Regions from separate parts of the Sus scrofa genome. Here region 2 is linked to region 1. Evidence: chromatin contacts called from public HiChIP or PLAC-seq data. All regions are on one chromosome and are shown on one strand. The core of a region is the stretch at or near the end of the contact, and the rest is flanking DNA. Distances in the headings are between cores, read along the strand shown. Region 1 holds the start of AASDH (acyl-CoA synthetase family member 4). Region 2 holds the start of SRP72 (signal recognition particle subunit SRP72).

Evidence for each region. HiChIP or PLAC-seq counts read pairs in DNA pulled down with a chosen protein or histone mark.
Region 2: an H3K27ac HiChIP or PLAC-seq map of alveolar macrophages shows a contact between it and region 1. The contact joins the promoter of SRP72 here to the promoter of AASDH in region 1. A contact is called at or near these places in 1 of 5 promoter capture datasets (liver), 6 of 47 Hi-C or Micro-C datasets (blood, heart right ventricle, liver and 2 more) and 2 of 2 datasets of contacts at active chromatin or transcription factors (alveolar macrophages and skeletal muscle).

Annotation. Positions count from the first base shown.
Region 1 is chr8:55,644,135-55,646,879 of Sscrofa11.1, forward strand. It overlaps AASDH (acyl-CoA synthetase family member 4), which reads right to left and starts at 1,387. Exons shown (of 15, transcript XM_021101363.1): 1 at 280-1,387. The coding sequence starts at 288.
Region 2 is chr8:55,727,846-55,730,590 of Sscrofa11.1, forward strand. SRP72 (signal recognition particle subunit SRP72) reads left to right here and starts at 1,357. Exons shown (of 20, transcript XM_021100536.1): 1 at 1,357-1,513. The coding sequence starts at 1,402.

The sequences.
Region 1 (2,745 bases), core at 137-2,636:
GATGAGTAACAATTGCCTATACTACATAATTATACTACGGGATTTTAACAAAAAGTCAGTCTACATTTTAAAAAATGCATTATTTCAAAGCAAAAACATATACAGCAGTTAACTGTCCACACAAAGACCACTAAAATTACTTGACAGCAAAGAAAAGGACAAGACTCTAAAATGAGTAAAATTACTTTAGAAAATGCCATTTTCATGACAAATTCCAACATTCCCCACAAATATCTACACAATTAAGATTTTTTTTTTTTTTTTTTTTTAGGGCCACACCTGTGTCATATGGAAGTTCCCAACCTAGGGGACACCACAGCCACAGCAAAGCAGGATCCCAGCAGCGTCTCTGACCTTCACCACAGCTCAGGGGCAACGCTGGATCCTTAACCCACTGAGCCAGGCCAGGCATCAGAACCATGTCCTCATGGATACTGTCTGGTTCATTACCCCTGAGCTACAACGGGAACTCCACAATTAAGATTTTTTAATTGCTAGTTTCCCACTGGATGCTACAGAGAATTAAGGCAACATCTATTCTTGTTGTCTTAAGTTTTTATTTTCATTAACTGAATCATAAATACATTCGCTCCAACAGAGAGTACTATACTTACTGGATGCCCAAACACTGGGACCATATAAGGAAAAAAAAAAGAACAAGCAAAATCTGATAAACAGATTATATGTGTAACAGGATCATTCAGTTTTAGGACAGCTGCTATTTTATTTACATCTGTAGAGGCTGATACTTAGTCATCAGAGGTCTTGGTGACTTTCCTAAATGGTGACTTACCATTTTAAAGATTGATAAATAATCTAAAAGCTTATTTTCCCGTATCCATCGGCTTTTTAATTTAGATTATGCGACTACGTTAACAGCAATGCACTTTATAGCCTCCAACAGATTTTTTTCAATTGCTTTCCAAAACCACGCCAGCAAGACGAGGTAGACATTTCCATGCGAAAGGAGCAGAAGGTCTAAGGCAGCAGACCGAAGAAAGCACAGGGCTCCAGGGCAGCCTGTGCACCACTCCATCCACCAGGCACCACTGATAAACGGCCGAGACCTGTCGGCGGCCCTGAACCTAAGCAAACTTGTGCGCAGCCAGCCCAGGTGCTGCCGCCCCACTCCTCCCTCACACACGTCCGCCTGGACACTGCCTCCCGCGGAAGTCCAGTCTGAAGGCCTAGCGGGGAGAGGTCAGCGGGAAGGGGGTGGCGACGAGGTCCCGACAGCACAGCCCCGACGCCAGTTCACGCACACAGACAAACCAGCGCCCCGGGGGGAAGAGCCGGCCCACCGCGCGGCCCGCAGGGTGCCGCACAGCGCGGGCTCTCGCAACAGCCTTCAGCGTCGCCTCGTGACGTCCTTCCGCGGCGCCTTGCTTACGTCATCGCGAGCGACCCGGGAAGGAAGCGTCGCCCCGCCCCGCCCCGCCTCGCCCCTTCCTGGAAGTGCCGGGCCAACCAGAGAAAAGAGTTGGTGTGGGTGTCGCCAGCTCCTCTCCTTTCAAGTTTCCGCTCTAGTATAGAGGCGTTGAGGGCAGCTTCCAGGGACTTTGGAGCTGACCTGCTTGGAGTTGCACCCTTTTGTGCTTGCCAAGAAACCTCAATTCCGGGCAGCTGCCTCCTCGTTTCTAAAGTGGGGATAAAGCTGTCCCGGGGGGTTGATGTGAAGAGCATTGAAACCAGAGTGAAATACGCAGGGGACTGGACTTCATCACTTGGACAAACAAAAAAAACCCTCCCCACATTGCGGAGACTGTGACTGTAGCAGTGAAGCCCGCAAACGAAGTCCCTAACATTCAGATGAATTTAAATAACAAAATTTCAGCTTTCACTAGGAGCTATTAAAAAGCAGGTTTGAGGGGGAGAGAGTAACTTGAGCCACAGGCCTGAATAAAAATCTATTTTAACGAAGGTGTTGTAATTGGAAGCATGCAAGTTAGTTATTTACAATGTCAAGAGAAATAATAGTAATTTTTCTAAGCTATTGTGCTGGTAGCAGAGAGGAAGCTGAAACTCAGTCCCCCTAAAACCGAGTTCCCTTATTGAGTATGATTAATCTCCTCGGTAACTTTATTCCCTTTCCTGTTCCCTCTGACCTCAATCCTGTAGTAACTGAACACTAGTCAACCAGTCAGATGACAAAGATCACTGTTGTTGATAACATCATTCATATACTAAAATCGCTGTTGTATATATTGTCATCACTAACACACAAACTTAGATTGTTTCTCCAGGGCAAGATGAGCTCACTGACCTGGATCACCTGGCCAGAGACTAAACCTGAGACAAATTGACTCCCAACTCAGCAGTAAGAAATGTGACAGAAATGGTGATTAATCCCATTTTCCTTGTTCTTCCCCCTTTAAAGCACCCCTCGCTTACAAACCAAGACTGGATCTAAGACCTGTCTCCCACTCCCTTGCTTGGCACCCTGCAAACAAACCCCTGCTGTTTTGTAAACACTCTCTGCCAGAGAGTTTGGCTTTGGCATTCTCCTGTGGTGCAGCAGGTTAAGGATCCAGCAGTGGCTTGGGTGGCTGCTGTGGCACTCCTGGCCAGAGAATTTCCACATTCTGGGAACCCAGGAACAACAACAGAGGGTGTGGCTCTCTGCTCTGATGGCACAGGAGCCCTTGCTCAGTTATAAATGATCAGGGTTCCGGCTTTGTTCTGCCTAGAGCACTGCAAAGGCAGCCTGGCTTCCATAATACCTGAAAAGGCACAGGGTTCTCTTCA
Region 2 (2,745 bases), core at 107-2,606, 84 kb after region 1:
AGTTATGCAGGCAGCAGAGGTCCACAGCTCTCCTGGTGATTTGTACTAACTCACAAGAGATCGTACCCTCCTGAGGCAGAGTTCACTGGACCATTAGTGCCGTTTCTCCACTGCACATAGGGACCACAGATGGAATGTGCCAGGCGCCATGGGACATAACCAGGAGCTGGACATCGCTTCTGCTCACAAAGAACGCAAAGAGTAGGGGAGAAATAAGTAAAAGTCCATTCAGTTAAAAAGTAGCGTTCCAACTATAGGCCAGGAAACGTGCTAAATCCTAGGGCCACTAGGAATTGTAGTCCCTGTGGAGAGACGGACCTTAAACGAGCAGTGCTCAGGGTAGAGAGCTCCAAGAGGGTGTCATGGGGGAACTGCTGCGCAATCAGAGTGCTAACTTGTTCTCTGGAACCAGAAGGACACAGCGATATAGAAAAGGCATTAGCTAGGCTGCTGGGAAAGAGGCGGGGAGTGGCAGGAAGCGGTAAGATGGTGCCAAAAATGGGTCTGCAGAGGAGGCGTTCAATGGAAGAGCCTGTCATTCTCCGGAGGAGCACACTCCTTTAGGTACTCGGTCCTGACCCTCAAACACATCCTAACCCCTACATTCCTGTGTCACTCCAGCGCTTATTGTGCCCGGATGCGTAGGTATCATTTATCCTACAACCCTGATACGTCACCCATACTTTATGGTGGCGAAAACTGGGACTCTGACATCCCGCTCCGTCAGACATCTGGGGGGTCGCAGAGCCAGGAATGGTACCTGGGTATTCTCGCTCCAAACTCATTACCCTTCGGGCCTTAGTGCCCACTGCTCCCGACCTGGCAGCCGAGGGGGATTCACCAAACATGCTTGGCGCCTGGAGAGTCTTTGCTTTTTCTGTGCCTTTCCTCATGTTCGCTTCTCCGCCTGGATTACCCAGAACCAGCCCCAGGTTTTCCGAATCCCCTGCCCAGACCCCCTTCGGACGGTGATTCCTCGGGGCAGTTCTAGGCAGCAGGAAGCCGACTCGGCCCTGCCCTCCCCTAGCGAGGCCTCCCACGGCTTCCAGCAGTGCTTCCCCACCACACAGGCCTCCCCTAGGCTCCGGGGACTGCTGCCCAGCTCCGCCTCTGCAGGCACGCTGCGCCGCCACCACCCCGGAAACGCACGTTGCGCCGCCGCCGCCCCGCTACCCGCCCCCCCGCCCCGGGCTTCAGGGGTTGTTCCTCCAACCCGCTCCAAGTACGGCGCATCGGCTCTGTCTACGTGCACTCCTAGCTCTACGAACCACGCCGGCGGAGCCGACACCGCCTCACGGTTCTGGGTGCCTCCGACCCCCGAGCCCCGCGGCCCCGGCTTCCGCTTCGCGCGGACCCTCCGCATCCTCTTCCGGGTCAGAGGTCGCCCGCGTCCCCGCCAAGATGGCGAGCGGTGGCGGCGGTGGGGGGGTGTCGGTGCCTGCACTCTGGAGCGAAGTGAACCGTTACGGCCAGAACGGCGACTTTACGCGCGCTCTCAAAACCGTCAATAAGAGTAAGTGCCCGCGTGGGCGCCGGGGCCGGGGGAGCCGGCCCGCCGGGAGGATGCGGCCTCCTTCGGGGGCGCGTGACCACCTCCCGGCAGACCCGGGGAGGGGAGAGCCCACCGCCGCCGCGGCTGGAGCGCCCAGCGGACGCGGGACGCAGCCCCTCCGCGTCCTGGCCGGCCCTGGGTCCGTGGCGGCTTCAGGCCACGTTTGCTTCCCTCTCTACCTTCTGCGCGAGGCCAGGGCATCTCTGAAGGGACTGCAGCTGCCGGAGTCCCCTCCAAGGTGTTTTTATTACACTGCACTGTTTGCACGTCCAGTCTTGCAAATGCTCCATTCCCATCGCGTCCTTTTCGCCCGCCTTTTAGCGGGGTGATGAGACAGTATCGCTGAGGGGCCTGTTCTCTTGGGGCGCAGCGCGGGGAGGCAGCGCCTAGGACACGTCATTGGGAAGCTAGCACTGACGAGGTGGAAGCCGCACCCACTCGGGGTAGAGGCTCGGGCTGGATCCGACGTCCGCAGACAGGCCCGCCCCACACCAGAAAAAGAGTGTGTAAAAGCAGTGACGTTTGAAATAACCTTGCAAAGCAAAGTTTATCTGATCATTTCGAGTCAGCTCCTCCGATATGACGTTCAGCCCATATTTTATCCTTCGTCATCCAAGTGTAATACGGCCATGCTTTTTAAGCTCTGTCGAGGTAAATTTTTACCTGAAGATATTCCCTGTATTTGTTAGGTGTGGAAATGTAGTTACAGAAATAACATACGAGGTATTTCTGTAACATACAAGTGTGAATTTTCAACAGCCTTTACTGTTCATCCTTTAACAGTGGGTTAAGGATCTGGCGTGGCCGTGAGCTGTGGTGTGGGTCGCAGACGCGGCTCGGATCCCAGCGTTGCTGTGGCTCTGGCGTAGGCCTGTGGCTACAGCTCCGATTAGACGCCTAGCCTGGGAACCTCCATATGCCTTGGGAGCAGCTCAAGAAAAGGCAGAAAGACAAAAAAGAAAAGAAAATTGAGATTTGGCAGTCAAATGACTTGTCCAGGACCTCAAGGCATTAGTGACAACCCTGTACTCAAAGCTGACATTTGCTTCCAAGTTCTATGTGAACTTTTTTCTTTTGCTGTGAAGTAATGAAATATGTATGATGTAGCGTGTGTCCCAAGATGAAAAAGCTATAGTAAACAGCTTCATTCTTGCTTCTTCTCTTTTTTTATTGGACGTTTATTTATTTAGTTA